2 separate regions of the Zea mays genome follow, and region 1 is linked to region 2. The links are chromatin contacts, called in public Hi-C maps. All regions are on one chromosome and are shown on one strand. Each heading gives the region's core, a stretch centred on a gene start, on an enhancer-like site or on the middle of the called end of the contact. The rest is flanking DNA. Distances are from core to core; before and after follow the strand shown. Region 1 holds the start of NNR1 (nitrate reductase [NADH]-like). Region 2 has its middle 150 kb from the start of NNR1.

Region 1 (5,466 bases), core at 2,761-5,260, 150 kb before region 2:
GGAGGCCGAGCACCTGGTCGGGCGACGGCAGCGAGAAGCGGAAGAGGCGGACGTCGCGGGACAGCTCCTTCTTGCCGACGAGGCGGCAGTGGATCTTTTCGCGCGGGTTGGAGAGCGCGGGAGCCCTGACGGCCTCGCGGATGGGCGCGAGGTGCGACAGGACGGAGCCGCCGTGGACGGAGTTGTCGGAGCTGTAGCCGGTGCCCGTGGTGATGAGCTCGCCGATGCGGTAGGTGTCGAGGAGCGCCTTGGCCTTGTCGGAGTGGATGGCGTCGAACTCCTCGGTGCAGTCGGTACCGGCGTTGATGAGGATGCTGTCGGCGCCGCCCGGGTGGTCCTTGAGGAACTTGGTGCAGTCGTAGACGTGGCCGTGCACGACGATCCACGCCGACTCCTGCGACGCGTGCTTGCGCACCTCGGACATGGTGAACTGCTTGCCGACGTCGGTGGTGTTCATGAACGGCGTGGACGTGCTGCGCTTGAGGCCCGGCGCGGCCGCCTCCGCCGTCTCCAGGTGCTTCTGCCGCGCCATCCACCCGCCGGGCTGGTTGCCGGGCTGCGTCGGGTGCTCGAACACCAGCCCGATCTCGCCCTTGTGCGGACGGCACACGTTCACCTTCACCTTGAACCAGCAGTTGTTCATCATCCCCTGTGCCATCATCAGATTTATATATCATCAGGAGCAGAAACAGAAACTTATTCAGTATTAATATTATGTGCTAGTATATATATGTACCATGAGGTTCCATATGAGCTTCTCGGGCTGGGTGTTGAGCGACTGGTCCCATGCGCGCACGGCGATCTCCTTGGCGCCGAGCAGGTCGAGGACCTCCACCTCGACGGACCAGAAGCACCAGCACCAGTACTTGCCGTACTTGTTGGGCTTCTCCGGGTGGTCGAGGTGGCACACCAGCCATGTCTCGCCGCCGTCCAGCGTCACCTCCACCCGCGTCACCTTCTTGCCGCCGCCTACGTGTACCACAAAACAACGAGAAAAGTCGTAAGGCTCGCCTAACCACCGCTCTACCCTCATATAACGTACCTGAAACAAGTGTAGTGCTCCAAAATTTTGAAATACTATATTATTTAAAGTATTTAGAGTATTAAAACAAATTAAAAGCTCTAAATCATTTATTTTAGAAAATAAATTACATTATTAAAAAGTAAAAATTTGAGAATTGTCTAGAGAAATTACTAATCTAGGGTGTATATTTATATTTGTAATTAAAAAATATAAAATAAGATATTGTTGGAACTACTTTTTATATGTTAAACCATATATTTTTACACCATACCTCTATCTCTCTATATAAAAAATTAAAAAGTACTAAAACGGTAAAGGTAGCTCAAGTCCAGATATATGACGATATCTTTATTTTAGCGGGATTGGCCACTGAAATCGCGCAACTTTTCGACCACAAGGACGAAGAAGACCTTGTCCTGTGTTGGGTAGCAGCCACCATGCATGTGCGACCTCTCTACAGCGCACAGATTAATACCGACAAAACAGCACTAGCTAGCTAGCGACGTCGACGACCTCAGCTCTCGCAAATGCAACAAATTGTTTTTGTGGTGCTCAGAGGAGCAGCCTTCGGATGCAACGAAGCGCCACCAGCCCCACCACCTCTGGTTTCATGCATATGCCTTCTGAAGCAGAAAAGTGCAAAGCACACATGCATGCATGGGTCATAGCAAACTACTATCAACTTGCAGCAGTGTGCATGGTTTTCCGGATCCCTTTAATCTATATAGCTACTACTACTATAATCATATCTGTGGGAATCTATACATGCACTCATTATTGGTCTCTGTTCCGTTCAAGTATAGTACTGTAATTAATCATGAAAGGGTCCCTACTATACTTTTGTTTGCACACATGAGTGACACATCGACTGCATGCTGCTTAGTACCATCATCAGCGCCCCATGCATGCATGCATCTGGACTTCCTCAGCAGTCAAATTGAAGCGCACGCGTTTCTTGCTACGTCATGTATCCCGTTTAAGTTTGGTATTGTCAACCTTCATGGAAGAATCGATCTCTGTGGTCTGTGAGATATGTGTATGGCATTGACAGTTCAATACATTTAAGATCCTTGTGTGGTGCTGATCGTCATCATTGGGGGTTTTTTTTTGCAGTGAACTGCTTAACTGATTTGTGGGAACGATACAAGTGTTTGTATAGAAAGTTATCAAATGTTTGAAAGCTGTTTATTGTATTAGGTGAAAATTTAAAACTGACCACGGATTAAAAAGGCCCCCCTCTCTTCAGACGCGTCTCTTCAGAACACCACCGGTCATGGTCATGGATGTCTCCTAGCTAGTCAGTCTCTCTCTCTTTTACTGAATTATAAGAATACGACAATATATGACAGCCTAGCTATCTAGTTCAAGATGCGTGCATGGATCTAACTTGATTATACTATGTTTAGGTCAAACAGGGCTACGAGACACATAACGATGCATGGATGAGAGATACTCCTATTTATTGGGTTATTATATACTTACTATATATGCCAAGTTTCATATATATTCAGTTTGTAGTACCTGCAGCTAACTACTTACTAAGTCAAAAGTAGGAAAAGTCAGTGATGCATGTCTGTTTTTTTTACCGGAGTAGGCGTATCCTTTCATGGTGTAGCCGCGCTGTGTGGTAATGCTGTTGATGGGCAGGATCTCGTCGTGCCCCGGCGTCGTTATCACCGAGTTTATGTTCAGCTCGTTGATGATGTACTCCGGCTTGTACCACCACGCTGCTCAATCATTTGCAATAGCAAAGTCAGACATCATTTTTTTTGCTTGAGTAGTAATAAATTAAACATGAACTGCTAATTACCTTCTGCGTTGGCGAGCTCGGCGTCGACGTGCGACGGCAGGACGCGGTTGTCCTTGAAATGGTAGTAATTGTCGGACTCGGCGGGGGTGACGATGATGCGCTTGAGCCACTTGACCATGCGGCCACCGATGCAGCCGGGGATGATGACGCGCACGGGGAAGCCGTGGTCCGGCAGCAGCGGCTCGCCGTTCTGCATGTAGGCGAGCATGATGTCCCGCGACGGGTCCAGGGCCCACTCGCGCGTGACGCTGGTGCCGTACTTGGATCCCCCGCCGCCGGGGAGGTCCTCGGCGCCCTCGAAGCACACGTTGAGGGCGCCGCCCTTGCGGGGCACGATGCCGCAGCGGCGGAGCACGTCGCGGAGGCGCGCGCCGCGCCACACGGACGTGGACACGCCGGCGGCGCCCCAGTTGAAGCCCACCGTCTGCTGCACCATGTTCTGCTCCTTGCGCCGGTTGCCCGCGCACGCCAGCGTCACGGGGATCTCCACGGCGGGGAAGTCGCGCGCCAGCTCCTCCATGGTGAGCCGCGCGGGCCGCCTCACGAGGCCCGTCACCTCCACGGTCCACGTCGCCCAGTCCCCCCGCGGCACGGCGCCGTGGTTGCGCACGTAGTGCAGCGGCGCCGGGGTGATGAAGCCGTGGTGCATCAGCCGCGCCAGCGGCGGCTCGCAGTTGAGCGGGTGCTTCCCCGTCAGCCTCACCAGGCACGGGTTCCGCTCGATCCACGCGTCCGCGGTGCCTTCGTCGCGCGCGTCCTGCACCGCGGGCTCCACCTCCAGCTGCAGGTGCGAGCCGTACAGCTCTCGCCAGTCCTCCTGCTCCTCGTCCTCGTCGTCCGACGCGTCGTCCAGCCTGCGCGGCGGGGAGACGAGGGGAGGGAAGCTGCAGCCGCGGACAGGGGAGTCAGCGCGCCGCGGGAGGTGGCTTGCCGGAGGAGGGTACGCCTTGGCGCCGTTCGTGGCCACGCGCACTGGCGAGGAGCCCGGCTCCAGACGCCCGAACTGCCGGGGCTCCACAGCGGCCATTTCAGGGAGATGGGTTGCCGGCGTACGTTCTGGTTTCTGGTGATGAGCCAGTAGTTGCAGCTGGCCTGGGAAGGCTGGAATGGAAGAGAGGGCTCGGTATTATTGTCTGTGGAAGGCAGTACGACAGGCGTATGTATATATACACACACGGGCGCGGGTGCTCCAGCGTGACATGGCGCCTCAAAGTCAGTGTGCGCCATAGGTTTTTCTACACCCAGCAGACCAGCACCCTAACGCTTGGTACTTTGTGTTGAATTGCTCAACGCCACGAAAATAATGTTGATTTTGTGATTATTGGCTGGTGGCTGCCCTTGCAATACTATTTACTCTAAAATGTCTGTACCAATTTATAATCCGTTTCACCTTTTTTGACAAGTTTGACCGGCTGGTCTTATTCAAAAATTTTATGAAAAATTGAAGAATTTAAAGACATACTTGGAGTATATTAACAATAATTATGAATTTTTTTGAATAAGACAAACCGATCAAACTTGGGATAAAAAGTTAAACGAATTATAAATCGGAACGGAGTGAGTATTATTTTAGGCCTAGTTCATATATATTTCGTGCCTAGTTCATATATATTTCGTGTTAATAGTTAGCTTGCTAGCTATTAGCTGGTTTGGTCTAACTCATAGGTTGTTACCGATAGTAAAATTGATATTTTATTATTAATTTAATCCATAAAAATAGTAGTAAATTTATGACAACATATATGTGCATATGTAAAGTATAATTTGATCATTACAGTGGCAATCATGACGAACATACGAAAGGTTAGAGGGCACGAATATCTTACTAAATTTTTGTACAGTAAAATTAGAGATATACGCATCATAGGGCCTTGTGCTTTAGACACCGATGTCTCCATATGCACTAGTTGACCTAGTGTATTACTCGAAGTCACGGACCATAATCAATGCAAATTTGCAGTATAGTCCCTCAAAGATCCACCAGAAGGAAGATGATGTAGTCGACAGGAACAAAATTGGGTAGTTATACAAGATGTCCACAAAAACCTGATCCCCCGACACACTAGAGCAAGTGATGGAGATGCAAGCATTGTTTTAGAGACCTGCTCTTCTAATCCTCAGTGCATGCAGAGGACCAAAATGAAAGTAATTAGAAAGGTACTCAATAGAGGAGAGATAGATAGAGAGAGAGTGCCTTATGTGCCTCGTACCCAAGAATTGTTCGACACTCCACACTTAACATACGGTGATCATGGCCAAAGAGGTGGAAATCGTAGCAGAGACTTTGAGCGATGGAATAATGGATAAAGATTGTGGCAGATATTTCCTCTGTATGTTATTGGGAAGTGGCATGCCCTGATCCTATGCACATCACATAGCGTCTCGCCATGCCACGGCTTGGCCACGGTACACGCGTGTGACATGCCTTAATCCCTCTTAACTTCACAATAGGTGCATACATAGTCCATACATTTAAGTTGAGTCAATAATTAGTCAAAATCCCATATAGGACTAAAACAATATTGCACCACAACATTAAAAATATGAGCCAAACCTATATTAAATCTCATAATCTCACCAAATTTCTGAGCACATATGAAATGTTCTCGATTCACTATTGTTTGATATACCA
Region 2 (5,557 bases), core at 2,862-5,361:
CGGTCGGCCGCGCGATCTGCGCGGGACACGTGGCCGAGCCAACGGCTAGAAGGGGGTACCGGACATGTCCGGTGCGCCAACGGCTCTCTAGCTGCCAACGGTCGGCTGCGCCATTTAAGGAAAGGAATCGGGCACCGGACAGTGTCCGGTGTACACCGGACTGTCCGGTGCGCCACGCGATAGAAGGCAAGATTTGCCTTCCTAGAATGCTCTCAACGGCTCCTAGCTGCCTTGGGGCTATAAAACGGACCCCTAGGCGCATGGAGGAGAACACCAAGCATCCTTTGAGCATTCTTGATCACTCACACTCCACTCTTGCGCACTTGTTCGACATTCTAGTGATTTGAGCCCTGTTCTAGTGTGCTAGTCTTTTTGAGCTCAAGTCTGGGTCTTGTGTGTGTGTATTTGCTGTGATCTTTGTGTCTTGTGTGAGTTGCTCATCCCTCCCTTACTCCGTGATTCTTTGTGAACATCAAAAGTGTAAGGGCGAGAGGCTCCAAGTTGTGGAGATTCCTGGCGAACGGGATAAGAAAAGAAAAGCAAAACACTGTGGTATTCAAGTTGATCATTGGATCACTTGAGAGGAGTTGAGTGCAACTCTCGTCTGTTGGGACGCCACAACGTGGAGTAGGCAAGCGTTGGTCTTGGCCGAACCACGGGATAAACCACTGTGTCATCTCTGTGTTGAACTCTTTGTGGTTATCATATTGTGCAAGATCTTCTCTCTAGCCACTTGGTGATTATTGTGCTAACACTTAACCAAGTTTTGTGGCTTAAGTTTTAAGTTTTACAGGATCACCTATTCACCCCCCCCCCCTCTAGGTGCTCTCACCATCAAGATAACCAAATGAAAGAATCCAAAAATTTAAAATTGGTGTTTTTTGTTATTTGATATACTTTGGTTTGCTTTGGTCCATAAAATTCTCCCACTTTGGAATCAACACACCAATAAGGAAGACATGATATAGCATATAGGAAGCAATTAAAGGCTTGCCCTCTAAAAGATATACTCCCCCTAAAAGAAATTTCTCTCCATGTGGAAAAGTATTCTCCCCCTTTCAAGGAAAAAGACATACTCCCCTGTCAGAAACCCTCTATTTAGAAAAAGCACATGAATATACAAGCGGAAACAAGACATGATTGAAATAGACTTACTCCCCCTAGAACTATGCATAGATAAACGATAGAGGATATTCTAGTTATATCAAATGAAACATTTAACAATATATGCATATATGGCAACAAGAGGAGGCATAAGTTGAAAATGACATAGCTTATTCAAATATTGGAGAAGACATGTAAATGATACCAATTGAAAGATGATACCAATCGAAAGGTTTGGATTGTTTCACCTTCTTGGAGTCTTTTAGGTCTTCTTTTGAGGTATTGCATCCTAAGACCCTAAGTCCAATCCACTTCGCATCTTGTGTACTACGAAACACAAACACTTGGGAAACATTAGTTCACTGGTTATGTTGTTCATCAAACTCCAAAATCACTTAGTTAAATGGGTCGGGGTCCATTTTCCCTACAGTATATATGTGTTAATTGATTGTAGATTATTTGTGTAGAAATAATTGAAGTTAAAAATTGTTTAGGGTGTTATTTTTGATGACTAGGAAGTGATTATACAAGTTAGTGAGGTTGTGTTTAGTTTATTTAGGGTTAAATAACATAACTTTGTAATTTCTAAGGGTAATTATTAAGCCCTCAGAAATAAGATCATTTGATACTATTTATCACCTGAAATAATTTTATTTAGTATAAAATATTGTATTAGTGGTTTATTTAACATGAAAAAGTAAATTTTATTATGTAATATAGATCGATGATTGTAGCATAAACGCTTGTATTGTAGTATTAGGAAACAAAAACTATGTGTCACCCGTTTTCGACTGGCATACCCTATGTGACACATGTGAGGTATGTTGGTTCAGAATTGTTCTTTTATTGGATAACATCAGAGTGACCAATAGACTTGTATTTATGAAAAGCCATAAGTTCGAGCGGAATTTCGGCAGCATAACATTGTTGTTCTCTATTGCACCATTTTTAGACATGCAAATGGAGAATAATTGTGTTATGCTGCCAAATTTTTTCTTGTGCTCATGCCTTATTATAAATATGTGCTCTATCTGTCACTCTTGGGTGGCTTTAGGATCTATCCTCTCCTATAGATGTAGGGACGTGATTTCTTCACAATAACATATGATTTGTGCATGACATAACTAAGTTAACGTTTCACATCTAGTATAGCTTAGGATCGCCGATGGATGTATGAAGGTTGGAAGAAGAGAGTGGCTCTATATAGTGAGTGGGTTGCCAAGACCAATGATTTTCTCAACCATGCTTTTGGTAGGTCGGAGACCGGAACCAATGTTAGGTGTCCTTGTAGCAAGTGCTGGAACATTCATTTCCATGAGAGGACTATGAGAGTGGATCTTTGTAAGAACGACTATATGCCTGGCTATGAGGTGTGGCTACACCACGATGAGGACCTATCTCATCAAATGTATCAGAACATTAGTCAGACGAAGAACTACAATATGGTGGAAGAGGGGGACTACCACATGAGATTCTACACGACGATTGTGAGAATCCTCCTCGACCTCCTGATTCTGAGGATCCACTTACACCTGTGGTTCTAAACTTCTTCGAGCTCCTTAAGGCTTCCAAAGAGTCGTGGCACGAGGACATGAAAGTGAACATCCTTGTTTTCGTGACTCGATTTATGGCTGTGAAATCCAAGTTTGCATTCTCGAACAACTATTACAAGGAGCTTGTGAACTTGATCGGTGTTGTACTTTCGGAGAATCACAAGATGCACAAAGACATGTACCAGTCCAAGAAGTTGCTCTTAGGTCTCGGTATGGACTACGGAAAAATGTTGTCGGTGACAATAGATGTATGTTTTTCTGAAAGAGACCTTAAATGAGAAGAAATGTGCAATATGGGGTGAGACAAGATTCGTAGAAGTTGTAAAACAATGATGGTGTTACCGTGAAGATCAAGGTATTCGTTCATATGTACATATGTGTGCGCGTTACAAATGAAGAACTTTGTGTTTAATTTCCAAATATGTGTTACAAGGTTTCCAAACACCTCCCCCTTCGATTGCAGCACCTGGAGATGGATCTGGCCAAGACGACGTCGCGACTTCGTGGGTGAACAACCTCTTCACCAGCCATAGTCCAGCCGGACTAAGTGGCCACAACTCAAACCAACTAGGTGACAGCTCGTAGGCTTAGTTAGTTCGGATTCCATTACACTTTAGAACTTAAGTAGTTTTATAGCAACATTTGAATGACTTCAAACTATGTGAGTGTGGATCAACCTTAAACTATGTCAATGTGATCTATATGTGATGTTGATCTATATGTGAATGTGGTTTGTGGTTGTGCATGTCGTTTTTTGTGAATAGAAATGTGAATGTCATTTTTGTGGTTTGTGGTTGTCAATGTGTTGCAAATTGAAATGTGAATGTGTGAATTGTCGGATGTGAGAATGTAGATGTATGTATTGATATTCTAGATGAATCTAATGTGTATGAAATCTGTTATTTTGTAAATTGTGGAAATAAAAAAAATAGGAAGAATTTGGACATCCCTAAATTCATTATGTCTGTGGCCGTCGGACATAAGAGTATAAGTTCTGACGGCTGCTAGCGGGCGTCTGAGATACGACCAACTTAAGTCCTACGGTCTGCATACAACCATCAAATATAAGTCAGTTATATCTGACGGATTGCATGCAGATCATTGGATATAACTCTATGGAACCCACTGAATGCCGTCAAGATCGTTACCCAGTTTAACTGCCAATAGCCCATACCGGCTGTCGGACATCGCGTATGCCTGACGACTGCCGTTAGATATATTCTTATTTTCGACCTTTTAAAACTGATTGACCCTTGCCGTCGGACAGGCTCTAAGTCATTGGAAATAAGGAATATTCCACGCGGTACATGGCTAGTTTGACAATCCATCTATCAGCAAATCCTTGACGAGGGAATGGTTCAGCCACGTCGGCGTCGCCGGGAAGCTATCCTACCACCGCGAGTGTCTCTCTCCGCCATGCAACCCGGCTGATCAGGATTCTGTCGCTGGCAATCATGCCGTGCGCGCGGAGCTCTACCGTACCCTCTTCGTCCCTAATCACCAACCAACCACACAAGCGGCGGGGGAGCGTTCGCCCGAGTGTGTGACGCACGTTCCCCTGAGATTACCGGCCACGTGATCCCGGCCGCCAGCCCGACATATACCATGCTGTCGCCGGCGCGCCTCCTCAGATGCCGGAAGGGCCGCGCGCGCGCGGTTGGTCTGGCCGCCCATGCAAGGGAGCAGCTAGTAACTCGCTTGTTGCTCCTTGCTAGGACGACGCCGGCACGTGAAGAGGCAGCCACGCCGTCGCCTGATGGCAAGCCAGTACACTACTTGCCTGCTAGCTTGTCGTCCATGCAGAACGCCACGTCCCATATTGCTCCATGGATCGGTGAACAGACTGATACTCGATCGATGCTGCTTGAAAGCGCCAAGAGCCAAGAGGCACCCACCACCCATATTTGTGTGTGGGCTATGCTGTTGCGGGTTTGTTGGATCTGTCGCCGCAACAGAAATCTCCCGCGAAGATATATGCAAGATTAGTTGATGATAATATTCCATTTCCAGCTGCCAGCAGATACGATTAAACTGTACACTTTATAACATGCCAACATTAAATTTTAGCTTCCTGATCCACCATCTGTGACTGAGTGTAATCACTAGTACACAGAGGCTCTATAGTGGCGGTTTTAGATCTGTTTGCACTGCTAGGGGCCGGTGGAAATCGCCATTTCCACTGGCGGTTATTCTAGAACCGCCAGTGAAAATAGCATTTCCACTGGCGGTTTTCTTAAGCAAACCGCTAGTGGAAATAGCATTTCCACTGGCGGTTTTATTAAAAAACCGCCAGTGGAAATATCTCTAACACACTGTGAAAGCCTAGTTTCAAAATGTAGTTAAAATTGAGCAAAAATGAACAATAATTGGCAATTGAAACATAATTAAACCAACCTTTCATAACAATTAATAAAAACAATCTTAATTACCAAACCTATCATCCTCTCTCTCCATACAACACATTCACCATTCATTAAGCAAAGAAATATGTGTCATGGATAAACTGATTTGAGAACTAAACATGAAAAAGGAGAGGGAATAGACAAAATCTAACCATCTTAAGCAACCTCATTTGAGGAAATAGAGAAAATAACATAGCTATATTCTTCTCTCTCACATGTAAAACCCTAGATCCAAAATGTGGCTAAAATTGAGCAAGAATGAACAAAAATTGACAAAGAAACATAAGCCAACCTTTCTTATTCACCTTCTTCCAAAAAATGAAGACCAAAACCTCCCCCTTGTATTTTGTGAAATCTGGACCTCCAAAATCGCCTCCAATGGAAGTTGGCTGCGAGCTACAGCTCCCATTGGGGACAAAGAGTAGTATTTATAACACATAATTCACTGGCGGTTATCTTAATACAACCGCCAGTGGAAATAGGATGGTCGTTGGTGTA

The links. A called contact is a pair of places that touch in the nucleus more often than the background predicts.
Region 1: a contact with region 2 is called in a Hi-C map of leaf, with 4 times the contacts expected there. The contact joins the promoter of NNR1 here to the enhancer-like site in region 2. A contact is called at or near these places in 2 of 25 Hi-C or Micro-C datasets (ear and leaf).

Annotation. Positions count from the first base shown.
Region 1 is chr4:58,904,294-58,909,759 of Zm-B73-REFERENCE-NAM-5.0, reverse strand. It overlaps NNR1 (nitrate reductase [NADH]-like), which reads right to left and starts at 4,010. Exons shown (of 4, transcript NM_001305856.1): 1 at 2,835-4,010; 2 at 2,611-2,751; 3 at 737-969; 4 at 1-649. The coding sequence starts at 3,861.
Region 2 is chr4:58,755,130-58,760,686 of Zm-B73-REFERENCE-NAM-5.0, reverse strand. No RefSeq gene overlaps it. Among protein-coding and RNA genes, the nearest start is that of NNR1, 150 kb to the left of the region's middle. Within about 2 kb of position 4,111, at least 8 of the 20 cell types and tissues checked have an H3K27ac peak or open chromatin away from gene starts, as enhancers often do. A contact at or near this core is called in leaf, where this site is marked.